Linked DNA regions of Mus musculus: region 2 is linked to region 1. The links are chromatin contacts, called in public promoter capture Hi-C maps. All regions are on one chromosome and are shown on one strand. Each heading gives the region's core, a stretch centred on a gene start, on an enhancer-like site or on the middle of the called end of the contact. The rest is flanking DNA. Distances are from core to core; before and after follow the strand shown.

Region 1 (6,668 bases), core at 3,573-6,072:
AACCAAACAAACCCCTCCCCCCCCCAAAAAAATACCCTAAAACTTTAGTTAGGTTTATTGAGATGGCTTATTAGCATACTCGGGCAATCGAGTGCTCCCCTCCCCACACCTGTAAATAAAATGTAAATAAACAAATACCTGAATGAATAAAATTACACTCAGTTATTGTGTGTATGCAAATTTCAGGGGTCTGCTCTCTCCTTTCATTATGTGTACCAGTGATCAAACCCAGACTGTCAGGATTGTCAGCACACCCCTTTGTCTGTCGCACTCTCTCTCCAGGCCCAGAAGTGACATTTCAATAATACCTGAGTGGGGTTTGTAAATAGTTTTCTCTATCCTCAACTTTGTTTATTTTCAGACAGGGTCTCATTATGTAGCCCAGGGTGGGGGCAGGGTCTGGAACTCACTGTGTAGAACAGACTAGCCTCTAGCTTACAATCAAATTCTTCTGTTTTAGTGTTTGTGGATACCTTAGTACCTGTAGTATGGTGTTAATATGACATTTTGGCAATACACTCCACTACTCCAATACACTACACTACATCTAAAAAGTTAGATTCAGGGGAAATTTGCCTGGGCTAGGTTCCATCCCCAGCATCATAAATGAATAAATAAATAAACATTAAAAAAAAAACAGTGAACAGCTGGGTGGGTGGTGGCACATGCCTTTAATCCCAGCACTCAGGAGGCAGAAGCAGGCCATCTGTGAATCTGAGGCTAGCCTGGTCTACAGGGCAAGTTCCAGGACAGCCAGAGCTACACAGGGAAACCCTCTCTTGAAAAACAAAAACAAGAAACCTGGAAACAAACAAAATACTAGGTTCCTGGCATGAATTCCAACACTGTGAGGGGATACACTGTGAGGGGATACACTGCGAGCTGGGGATACAGCCCAGTGGGTAGAGTATATGCCTAGCAGGGTGGAGGCCCTGAGTTCCCTTGCACTGCATAAACCATGAATCGGTTCAAGGTCATCCTCTACTACTTAGTGATATGGTCAGCATGAGGGCCGTAGCAAGACATGGCAAAAAATAAAACAAGCTGGACCCAGGCTCCTACACAGTTGTAGCTTGGTCTTCATTCGATCCCCTAACAATTGGAGCAGGGGCTGTCTCTGACTCTGTTGCCAGCCATTGGATACCCTTCCCCTGCCTGGACTTTTTTGCTTAGTCCTGCTGGGACTAGATGTCCTGGGGTAGGGTGGTACCCAAGGGGGGCTTCTCCTCTAAGGAGAAGGGGAGGTGGTAGGGGGGGAATTTTTAAGGGCGGGACTAGGAGAAGAGGAGGGAGGGGGCTGTAATCAGGATGTAAAATGAATAAAAAATATATTATTGAGAAAAAATAAGTAAATAAATAGAACAAAATAATGGCTACAACTGTGTGTGACTCTAGTTCCAGGGGATTGGATGTCTTTTTCTGCCCTCCACTGGCTGGCACTGCAAGCACAGGGTGCACTTAAAGCAGGAAAGCCCCTCTAACACATGAAGTATAAACAAATCTTTTAAAAAACAAAGGAACAACAAAAGCTACAATAGTAGCAAAAGTTAATACCAGGTACTGTGGTGCTTGTAATCCCAGCACTGGGGATATGAAGGCAGGAAGGTCAGAAGTTCAAGGTTATCTTTGCTACATATTGAGGCCAGCCTGGGCTACATGAGGGCCTGTCTTGGAAAAGAAAACCACTTACTAATAATATGATTGGTCAGATGGGCCAGTCATTAAACCACAGAACCCATAGAAAGGTAGGAGAGAACAGATTCCAAGGGATTATACCTTCTGTGGCTTGCAAGAATCCATATGCCTGGGTCACACACACAATGACAATAAATACAAATTCAACAAAACACCAAGACATTTGGCCAGCCCTTACTGCTTACTGATTTTGTTAGATGTCCTTCCCAGGAGGGTGGGAACCCAAGTCCACTGTTTCGAGGCCAGAGCTAGTGGTTCAACATTTGTTAAGTGGAGACTCCACGAGGCAGGTACATGATCACTCCCACTTAAGGGAGCTGGTCTCAGAGAGGGGAAGAGACCTAACAGAGGCCACATAACGGTAGGCCTGGGATTTGAACCCAGGTTACTGTTCTAGGCTGGGTAAGCACTCAGCCACTAAGTGACATCCCAAATCAGAGGACAGAGGATCTCTGCATGCAGGAGGACACTAGGCAACTGCTAAATGTGTGATCAGGTGGAGAAAACAAGGTTATTTAGTTTAAAATTAAAGGCCTTGCCCACGCGGCTAGAGAAATAGCTCAGTGGTTACATGTTTGCCCATGAAAGTGTGAGGACCTGAGTTCAGATCCTCAGCACCCAGGAACAGTTGACTGCAAGCCAAACCCTGGGCAAGAGGCCCTTGGGGCTCAATAGCCAGGCAGTCTAGCCAAATGGGTGAGTTCCGGGTTCAAGAAGAAACCTTGTCTCCAATCCTAAGAGACAGCAATAGAGGAAGACACCTAGTATTGTCTCTGCCTTCCACATTCATGTGCACACATGTGCATGTACACCCACACACATGAACACATGCATAGACCACAGGAAGGAAGGAAGGAAGGAAGGAAGGAAGGAAGGAAGGAAGGAAGGAAGGAAGGAAGGAAGGAGAAGGAAGGAGGGAGGGAGGGAGGAAGGGAGGAAGGGAGGGAGAGAGGGAGGGAGGGAGGGAGGGAGGGAGGGAGGGAGGGAGGGAGGGAGGGAAGAGAGTTTTGTCCAAGAGCTGGGGGGTGTGGCTCAGGGGTATAACGTTTGCACAAAAGTCTGAGTTTATTCCCAAGCACCAAAATAAATAAATAAAATGTATTCGGGGTCTGTCATTTGGAGCTGGGCAGGTGGTATTCTCTCAGAATGTCACCTGAATTGACTGTCCCTTACCTGACCAAGCCAGTCGCTTTTCCTCCTCTGTCTGCTCTCCCTTAGCCTCCTTCAAGAAATCTTCTAGAAGTTTCTCTGCTTCCCTGGCTTCTGCCCCTCCTGGGGCTGCCCAGCCCAAAAAGATTCGGACATTGCCTAGGTTCTGATGATCAGGGGGATCCCGGAAGTCCTGAGGATGATTTCGCAGCCAAGAACCCAGCACCGAAACTACAGCCCTGAACAGAGGGGTGTGTGGCTCAAAATTGAGTCCAAGGATCTAAACGTTCCCAACCTTGCAGTCGTCAGACCCGACCTTGAGATCCCTCCCCCACGCTCCCTTGGGTCGAGGGTGTGGACGGGAATGGAAACCGACCTCAGGTTCTTGCTGAAGTTCAGATCTTGTCCCTCTGTCCTCTTGCTGTCTACCCTGGGAAGAAAGCCTCTATCAGATGGGAACAGAGCTATAGGGCGTTAGGACCTCGGTTCTAAATTTGAGGTGTATGTGTGTGTGCGCAGGTAGATGGGGTTCTGGGGATGGGGACATGCGGGTCTCCTGAAAATGACTGACCCAGCAGGAGGTGGTGGCGGCGGCGGTGGCGGGGGTAGCAGAAAACCCAAAACGCGGGCTGTGGGTACAAAGGCCCGGTGGGTGGCCAGGAAGGCAGGCACGAAGCCAGGATCCTGCTCGCGGTCTCCGGACACCAACTCATGCACCAGCCGCTCCAGTCGGGCGGCCCTCAGCGCCCGCACCTTGCTGGTTCGGTAATGAAGGAAGGTGTCGGTAGCCGGGATGGGGGTCTGCGGGGGAGTGGGGCAGTGAATGAAATAAGGTGAGGAGCGTTCCAAGCACCTTGTTTCCAATTATACCCATCTCTGGCACTTTTTTTGGGGGGGTGTGACTGTGTCCTTTTCTGAAACTCCGAGACTCCCTAAATATACACCAATCATGCAATGCTCACATCAACCCCGCAGGACACCCCACTACTCTAGCACTTCCCTCTGTGCCCTCCTCACCCCGCCACCCCAGGCTTCAGGCAGTTTTGCAGCCAAGCTTCACTGGCCAAGCCTGAGTCCCACCCATCACCACCTGGCCGCTCCTCCGTTCTGCTTTCCTGCACCCTGCCGGTCAGTTTCGCCTTTGGGGGGAGCGCTATCACCTGGCCCCACCCCGTTTCCTGGATTCAAACCAAGTCACCTGGCCGCCCCCAGGCCCTTTCCACACACCTGGTCGCCTCTTAGCTCCGCCCTTCCTCCTGGCCCCGTAGTTCTAGGGAGGCTCACCCTCAGCTCTCCAGCTTCCCCCTCTCCTCCCAACTCCCAGGCCCCTGAGCTGAGTCCGCCCTCACTTGCTCGCCTCAGTCCCTTCCTCACCTGGCCTTCTCCAGACCTCTCTGGGGTCGAGCGCTGGCTGCGCTGCCGCCGCAGGGAGACGCTGTACACGGCGCCATCCTCGGTCTCCTCGCCCCAGTCCTGCAGCGGCGCCTGGATGTGGAGGCGGGCTCAGGGAAGTCCCTCCGGCTTCAGCCCCCTGCCTTTATGTTTGGCCCACTTTCCCGAACAGAGTATTCAAGACTCGGGGTGGGATCCCAGGTCTTCGCCACGGATACCCTTCTCCCAGGTCTTGAGTGGATGGAGTATCATTTGGGGATATCCCAGAGTCCAATGTCACAAAGAATCTGTCACCTCCTCCTGAGATTCCTCAGACCCCCGTCCCCATCCCCCAAACTAGCCGCTTCACGGGGTCAGGAACTCTGAATCCCCAAATGGGGACTCCAAGGCACATCCATTTTGCAGAAAGATTAGAAAACGAGGGGCGGTCGCCTGGAGTTTCTGAATCTGGGGGTACACTAGGGACGTGGGGTCCGAGGATCCCCAGCTTCCTCTTACCAGGGCCAGCTCTTTGCCCGCTGTCCTCTCCATGGCCCCGGTGCCCGTCCTGCTCCCTGGCGCCGCTGAGTGAAGCGGAAGGGCCAGCGGGCAGTGGGGCGGGGCAGCCGAGCGTCCAGTCGTGGGGCGGGGCTGGGCAAGGCGGTCCCACAATTCCAGAGGTCCCCAGCCGGACCCCATCCCCGCACCCAGGCTAGCCTAGAAGTCCCGTTCCTTCCCAGAAGTGCGGGTCAATCTGTCACTCAGACATATGGGTGCAGGGGACACGACAACAGGTCTGTGTCCCTGGGAGGGAAGTGCTTTATACTAGGTTGGGGTTGATCAATCCCAGGTGTCGAGGGTGTCTCCTATGTCTGGAGGAGAAGGAGGGCACACTGAATCTGTACCATAGGTGATGGAAGCCATGCCATCTCAGGCTAGAAGCCGCGAAGTGTCTGTGGCCCTGCATTTTGTGGGGGCAGCCTTTTGGGGGCGGTGCAGGGTCAAAAAGAGGTGAATACCCAGGGGGTTGTTCAGTGACCTTTATTGCGCGATTCCGAGGCGGGCACCAACCCGCCTCGAGAGATTTACTGTGGGAACTTCTGGCTCGGCCTTTTCTCTCCTCCGGGCGCTGCTGGCCTGCGGTGCTCCCTGCTTGAGCTTCCTCCAAGCCCTTGAAGGAGCCTCCGGGGCTCCCAGACACACACCACCCGTAGGTGGACCCAGAGGGTCGGAGGGCTCCCTAGAGTCCCGGAGGCATCCGATAGGACTTGACTGCGAGTCTAAGATCTGCGCAACCTATTGCGCTTCTTGCTGCGGGCTTCGATTAACTTCTGGGAACGGAGCTTGAAGGCAGCGCGGGTCACCACATCACGGTCATCATCCTCACTCTCCTCTTCATCTACAGAGAGAGGCAGGGGTGGGTGATGGGGAGGGTGAGGGACCGTTTCTTTTTCCCTTCCCAGCCTTCGCCACACCATGCACCTCCTCCTTGGCCTTGACTTAAGGCCACCTCGCGCCCCTCCCATTCATCCCCCTTTGGCCCACACTGACCAAAGAACTTGTCCTTGACACTGGCGACGGGCAGAAGGATGCGGGTGTTGTATAGGGGCAGCTTTCCTTCTAGCGTGGCCAGGAACTGCGGGGGGGGGGGGTAGGGGGAGGCCGGAGAGAGATGTGGGATGGCAGTGAGGCTCTGTTCCACCTCCGTGCACCTTACATTGAGTTTCTACCGGATTCTAGGTGGAGATCACTGCCCACCCTTCGCTGCCTGGTTTCGGAGGCCCTGCCACCTGAGATCCACCCAGTCCAGGCTTCGCTACTCTGGTTATGAAGCTCACGCCCATTCAGCACCTGTTTCCTATGTCAGTCTGCTCTCTGATTTTCGACCCTCCCTCCCCCACCCCCACCCCCACCCCCTGCCTTGGTCCCCACTGGCCGCGGAGGATGTGTGTGAACCTCTCGGTCTGCTATGTGTCGCAGCAACTCAGGCACGTCCTGGCTCTCCAGTTGGTCCTGCAGTTTCAGCAGCTTTTCCTGGACAACTACCAGCAGATTGTAAGCGTAGTCCTCTGAGTCCCGGTCTAACTTCTTTCCTGCCAATACCGTATCATCCTGTGGTGGGGACGGGCCAAGTTAGCTGAGAGATACCGTGCACCTAGGTGGGGACACGATTCACCCAACAAGTGGGCTTTCATAGCTTTGAGGTGCGTGTCTACCACTACTGGGCAGGGCCTCTAAAATGAAAACCTAGCCTTGAGGGTGGAATCTTTGAATCTGAGCTACATGGAGGTCTCTTTGAGATTAATGACACGACCTAGGCCAGTGTGAGGGTGGTTTTCTGAAGAAATGGAGCTCTTGTGGACAAAGTGGGACCTTCTTCACCCAGGGCCGCACCGCCCCATAGACATGGGACACCTGAGTTGGGCTGATGGTTGCCCATTAGAGTCAGAGTT
Region 2 (6,437 bases), core at 1,267-3,766, 240 kb after region 1:
TGGAAGAGCAGTCAGTGCTCTTAACTGCTGAGCCATCTCGCCAGCCCCGAGTTGCTTTTTTTTTAAGGCAGGGTTTTAGTATGTAGTTCTGGCTAACCTGGAACTTAATATGTAAACTAGGCCAGCCTATAACCCACAGAGACCACCTGTTTCTACCTCTGAGCAGGATTGCAGGAATGCACACATACCTTGCTTTTCATTTTTGACATTTTGCTTTATTGCATTTATTTATAAGGGGGTATGCTATAGTGTGCATGTGGTGGACATCAGTCTTGGTGGCAAATACCTTTTCTAGCTTGGCTGTAAGACCCCAACCCTCGATCCACTAGTGATACTTCGAGATGCCCCCGAGTGAGACACTGAGACACAGATCGATGCAAAAGCAAGAGGCCTATTTTCCGGCACATCAGGATCAACCTTCAATTAGACCCTCAAGACAAGTGACTAGGTGACCCCCGAATGGCTATTACACAGTTTTTATAGTTTTTAGGGGGCACAGGTTACATCAGCAAGGTTACAGTTTAAACTTATTGGCTAAGCATATTGACTTTTAAATCTATTGGCTAGCAAGCATGGGCAGATCATGGCACGCATTTGAACTCTATCTGGGACTTTGCAGAGGGTCAGGTGACTATCAGTACATTTTCTCAAGAATGTTCCTGCTCCTCCCAAGAACTGTGGTTGGAGAACCGAACTTTGCCTAGCCTTGACCCCCTTCCCCCCCTCCCCCCCGGCAGAAAAGGGAACCTGTGGGGGGTGGGGGGTGGGGATGGGGGGTGTAAGGCTGGCAAAAGCCCTTCACAGCCACAGTCAGCCCAAGCTTTTTTTTTTTTTGGTCCATTTTATCTATATTTTCCCACTGACTAGCATAGTTAAATTGTTGAAAATGGGTGCTGGCAGCACGGACGCTGCATTCAAACTTTGGCCAGATTGTCCAATAAAGCCTGGCGTTTACAAGGAAGAAAAAGCCAGTGTTTAGTTTTCTCTGAGATCTATTGAGTTGAGGGCTTTCAGGGTCAGATAAGGTTTTTAAGTTGGCTGGAGCTAGTTACTTGAATGACTCTCTTTGTAGGGACTGTAGATACCAGGACTCAGCAGAATTCGGCAAGGATGATTGGGAGTTGATGGATTTCATTTTGTAATACTATTTGGGATTAGCCTTTTCTCCTGGGTGTTTAAGACCTTGTAGATAGCCACACATTAGACCCTGTTATGGGTAGACGGGGCTCCTTGAGGGTTTCTTTGAGCAGGTTGTTTGGAGAACCTTAGCCTCCTTTGCTCCTTTCAATCAGTTGTGTGATCTGCGGGATGGGTCAAGGTCTTGGTAAGAAGTGTTTATCCTCTGGTCTCCTGTGACCTAGCTAAAATATTGATTGTCATCTCAACCCCTTGTCTTACTGGTCTTAGATTCCAATATAACTGTTAAATGCCCATAGTGTAGTTACAACAGATTTGAAGGACAAACTGTGGTTTGAAACACTGCTGTTCTGTAACACTAAAAACTTGACTCACAGTAAGACTTTTTGTAATTGAAATATATATATTTGTAATTTTATCTATTTAATGTATGAGTGCTCTGATGCACAGGCCAGAAGAGGGCATCAAATCCCCTTATAGATGGTAGTAAGCCACCATGTGGTTGCTGGGACTTGACCTCAGGACCTCTGGAAGAGCAGCCAGTGCTCTTCTTAACTGCTGAGCCAGTTTACCAGCCCCATTTTTTTTAAAGGCATGTACCATTATGCTCATCTAATTTTTTTATGTATGAGTGCTCTACCTGCATGTACATCTGTATGCCAGAAGAGGGCATCAAATCCCATTATAGAAGCCACCATGTGGGTGCCAGGAATTGAATTTAGGACTTTAGGAGAGACTGAGCTATCTCTCCAACCCTGTATTTAAAATCTTGACAAACTTAGTAGAAACTGCAAAAAAAAATTTTTTTTAAGAAAACATATTGTCTTTGCTCTTTGAAAGCTTTATGTATTTTTAGCAATGTCCCTTAAGTTAGTTTGTATAAGTCTCATTGTGACATGAATTTTCTGGTTTTTTTGTTTTTTTGTTTTTTTGTTTTTTTTTTTCTGATCTCCTTTTCACAATCCTTTACTTCAGTACAAAACTATTTTATCATACAAAGTCTTTGCCAAAAAGCACCTGCTTCTCATCAGGATAGTGTCTCAGAGTAAAGAGGCCATCAAAGCCTGCACATAGACCACATCTAATTACTAAATTTATAATAGTTAAGCATTTATCTTCTTTTAAAAACTCTCTTGAGAAGTTCCTGTGATATATGATGTGTTTTGTTCAGATCCTTTCTCTAGCTCCTTCCATGCCCACCAAACCAAAAAATTTTCCCCCAACTAATGTAATTTAAAACAAAAACAAACCTTTACACTACTTAGCACTGCCAGCATGAGAAGGGTCTACGGTCTTTGCTGAATGCGGGCAGCCTGGGCTACAGCCACGGCAAACTTTACTCTCCTTGCCTCGGAGCCTCTCAGCCCAGGCACGTTGGAATTTCACCTGACTTAATCTTGAGCCTGTAGTCATAGCTTCTGTGAGTTCATGAGTTCAGTGTCCCTGACAGGTGGGGAAAGCAGTGTTTCAGAGCAGTCCTCCTTAGCACCTGCCTCCTAGACTTTCTTCCCCTTCTCCCAAGATGACCCCGAGCCTTGGGCATAGGGAATGTGGTAGAGGTGCGCCATTCGAGGCTCAGTTGTCCAGTGCCTTGTTCTGTACACCTTGACCAGCTGGAAGTCCCTGCATCAACCACTGCCTGCTGCAGAACAAAGCATCTTCAGGTTATAGGGGATGTTGGCAGCGGCAGTTTCATATCATGTCTGTTTAAGTAATGGTAGTTAGTTCTCCCTAGAGCTGTGCATCTTTATAGCTTGAAAGAGATATTCATGTGTCCAGGTCCCTTTGTTCCCAGAGCTTTCTGAATTTTAGCCTGTATTCCCACAAGCCAACTGTTAGAGATATGGCAGTAAGTATCTGGACAGACTCCTGATGGGAACTGGAGGGTCTGGGTCTGTCTGTGCAGTGCACTTTCATCAGGCTGCCGGAGGTCTAATGATTCCTGCCCTGTTAGCTCCCTGGAGCAGGTTAGAGGAAAGCTCGACCGACTGTCAGCAGCAGCAGTTAACAAAATGCCCTACTAGAGAGAAATGGGACCTTTGAGGTCAAATTTTCAGGATTGACCAGGAAACGAGTGGATTCTTTTCCATTAGCATATAGAACTGAGAGTTTGCTCTGGATCTAGATAGGTTACTGTAGATTCCTATGCACTGGACAGTAGGGTTCTAGCTATATGTACCTAGTCTTCCTTTCCTGGGGTGATGTTAGGTGACTAGACTCATTTTCCAGGACTCTGGCATGTTGTCTGTGCTAGAGATTGGTGTGCGTATTTTCCCAGTGGTCAGTGTAATCTGTCAATTCATTTTTGCTTTTGAGGGGACTTGATACATGTGTAAATGGTTATTAACCTTGTTACCTTTGTGTGGAAGTAAAGTCAGGGATTCTGAAATGCTTTATACTTGAGACCCCATTTTTCCACCAGGAAATATCTTTATGTCCTTAGATATTCATCTGTACAAAATAGATGTGCATATGAAACATTTGCTGATAATAAGAACTTTATTTTAAAATAATGTTTTGGCATATATCTAGCATTGATATTTTTTAAAGGTGCAAACAACTTTGCATACTAGTGAGACGGATTGCTGATGCATCTGACGTATTACAGTGCAGGAATAAATGGCAAGGGGTGACGGTAGGATAGTGTGAAATGTGTTTGTTTTCTACCAAAAAAACCCCTAACCCAAAAAGCTGTGATTCAGAAGAGCAGATAACTATGTAAGGAACAAGAACTGCAGTTTATAACATACTTAAATCTGAACCAGGGTCTTACAGGTGACATGCATTGGTGGTGTGATGGCATGTACTATGCAAAGCATGCATGTTGCATATTCTGAAAGTAGAATCCAAAATAAATTCAAGACCACTCAGCCCCTTCCCCCTCTGAAGGGACGTTCCCAACTATACTAGCAGGCTAAGTACAGAGCCAGATAAGGAAGCTGGCTGACTGTAGTGGCTATTCCTGGTTAGGCGTATTTACAACCTTGTTATTGTTTCATGTGAACACGAGATATTATTTGTGTCAAGTTGACAAGGGGTGGATTGTAGTGGCTATTCCTGGTTGTCAACTTGACAATATTTGGAATGAACTACAATCCGGAATTGGAAGGCTCACCAGTGACCCTTATCTGGAGGCTTGGAGATCCTTATCTGGATCTTGGTTTGAAGATCTTGAGCCATAGTGGCTATGGATTCCAGAAGATTGAATCTCCGAGTTTAAGGAACACACCTTTAATCTGGGCTATGCCTTTCATCTGGGATTAAAGGTGTGGTGGAACACACCTTTAATCTGGGCTACACCTTCTGCTGGAGACAATATAAGGACATTGGAAGAAGGGAGTCTAGCTCTAGCTCTTGCTCTTGCTCCTTTGCCTGCTTGCTGCGTGAGACTGAGTAACTGCTAGATCCTTGGACTTCCATTCACAGACTGAACAATTGTTGGGAATTCGGCTGCCGACTGTAAGTCATCAATAAATTCCTTTACTATTTAGAGATTATCCATAAGTTCTGTGACTCTAGAGAACCCTGACTAATACACTGACTAAACAATGCTGAAAAAAAACAAAACAAAACAAACAAACAAAAAAACCCATAAGGGCAGGCAGAGTGAGGGACTAGGCCAAAGTCCCTATGCAAACCAGCCAATGCCTGAAAAGGTTACTTGCTACGCCAGTTAAAATAAGCCAGCTAGCCTTGTTGCCCAAATCTTCCCCTTACAAGGTATAAAAAGTGTGTTCTTTGTTTGTCTGGGGTCTCTCCTCTTGCCTTCATGCTGAGAGGAGGGTCCCCAATGGGTTGGATCAAAAAAAAAAAATCCTCTTGTGGTTTGCAGTGATGTTGGCTTTTGTGGTCTTTGTGAGTGAGGGTCTTTTGGCAGACTCCATCATTAACAGATGCTACAGTGAAGTCACCCAGAAGTGCTAAGTTGTGCCCTGTACTGTTGGATTCAGTACCCATTTGATTTTGGATTAATCTTTGGTTGCATGTTCCAAAAGCTTTTAGTTTTTTCAGTTTTTTGACCTGTACTATCAGTTGTGGGACCCCACATGGTGCTGCGACTTTGTGCTGGATATCAACTTGACACAAGCTAAAGTCATTTAAGAGGAAGGAATCTCAATTAAGAAAATGCTTAATTAAGGTGGAGGTGTCAGCAAATATGTAGGACAATTTTTTAATTAGTGATTGATGGGGGAGGGTCCAGCCCGTTGTGGGAGGGGCCATCTCTAGACTGGTGGTTCTGGGTTCTAAGAAAGCAGGCCAAGCAAGCCAGTCAGCTGTACCACCCCATAGACTCTGTACAGCTCCTGCCTCCAGGTTCTGCCCTGCTTGAGTTCCCGTCCTCACTACTTTTGATGATGAACTGTTATATGGCACTGTGGGTGAAATAAATCCTTCCCTCCCCAAGGTGCTTTGGTCATGGTGCTTCATCACAGCAATAGTAACCCTAACTAAGTAACCCTAACTAGCTTGTTAGACTTGTTCTGTGGTAGGTCCTGAGAACTGAGCTCAGAGCTCTGCTCCTGCTAGGCAGATACGGTAACATAGTGTGGTGACACCAGCCTCAGGCTTTGCATTTTTTTTGGAGATTGTTATTTTTGTATAGTTATGTTTATGTATTCTTTCCCTTTGCTCTTAATAACACCTACTTTACACACGCATGTGTCCTATGAGTTTTGTGTTTGCTGGCATTAGAAAACTTTCGTCATGTTTACTTGAATCACTTTGTTGAGAGAGATAAAGATGCTTGTATTGATTTTTCTTTTTTCCATGATATAGACTACAGTCAAGTTGTTCTTTCTGTAAGAAACTAGTAACACACACACACACACACACACACACACACACACACACACACACAGGTTGGGGTAGGAGGAGTGGACTCCCATTTTGTGCCCCTTAAGCTGAAGAGAAACGTCATTCCAGGGGTTGGTGTCCTTTGAGGATGTAGCCGTGGACTTCACCTTGGAGGAGTGGCAGGACCTGGACGCTGCTCAGAGGACCCTGTACAGGGATGTGATGCTGGAAACCTACAGCAGCCTGGTGTTCCTGGGTGAGTTCCAGCCTCAGCAAATAACTTTTCCTTGATTCACAAGTATGGGAATCATCTCTCACTCTAGAGATGTATTCTTATTTGAGGCTAGGTCTATGTGTCTGAGTGTGAGCACCATGTGTGGGCACCTGAGGACACTAGAAATCACTGAATCACAGAGCTAAACAGCCAATTGCCAGCTGCCAGGGATGGATACTGGGAACTGAACTTGGTCCCTGTGGTGGTTTGAATAGGAATGGCCCCCATAGAC

The links. Promoter capture Hi-C pulls out the DNA fragments that hold promoters and counts their contacts.
Region 2: a promoter capture Hi-C map of liver shows a contact between it and region 1, with 2.5 times the contacts expected there. The contact joins the enhancer-like site here to the promoter of Rgl3 in region 1. A contact is called at or near these places in 5 of 39 promoter capture datasets (embryonic stem cells, hippocampal neurons, liver and 1 more), 1 of 15 datasets of contacts at CTCF or cohesin (large pre-B cells), 5 of 484 Hi-C or Micro-C datasets (cerebral cortex, embryonic stem cells and pre-B cells), 7 of 115 datasets of contacts at active chromatin or transcription factors (the SCID.adh cell line, acute myeloid leukemia, embryonic stem cells and 1 more) and 3 of 9 other capture datasets (adipose tissue, liver and pancreatic islet).

Annotation. Positions count from the first base shown.
Region 1 is chr9:21,984,631-21,991,298 of GRCm38.p6, forward strand. It overlaps Rgl3 (ral guanine nucleotide dissociation stimulator-like 3), which reads right to left and starts at 4,823. Exons shown (of 19, transcript NM_023622.4): 1 at 4,735-4,823; 2 at 4,219-4,329; 3 at 3,416-3,645; 4 at 3,221-3,274; 5 at 2,869-3,083. The coding sequence starts at 4,767. Ccdc151 (coiled-coil domain containing 151) reads right to left here. Exons shown (of 13, transcript NM_029939.3): 11 at 6,172-6,327; 12 at 5,767-5,851; 13 at 5,241-5,614. The coding sequence ends at 5,496. It overlaps Gm36414 (a long non-coding RNA gene), which reads left to right and starts at 4,866. Exons shown (of 2, transcript XR_379185.4): 1 at 4,866-5,009; 2 at 5,956-6,078.
Region 2 is chr9:22,228,960-22,235,396 of GRCm38.p6, forward strand. Zfp809 (zinc finger protein 809) reads left to right here. Exons shown (of 5, transcript NM_001164624.1): 2 at 6,061-6,187. Among named protein-coding and RNA genes, the nearest start is that of Zfp809, 6.5 kb to the left of the region's middle. Within about 2 kb of position 2,517, at least 12 of the 459 cell types and tissues checked have an H3K27ac peak or open chromatin away from gene starts, as enhancers often do. A contact at or near this core is called in liver, where this site is marked.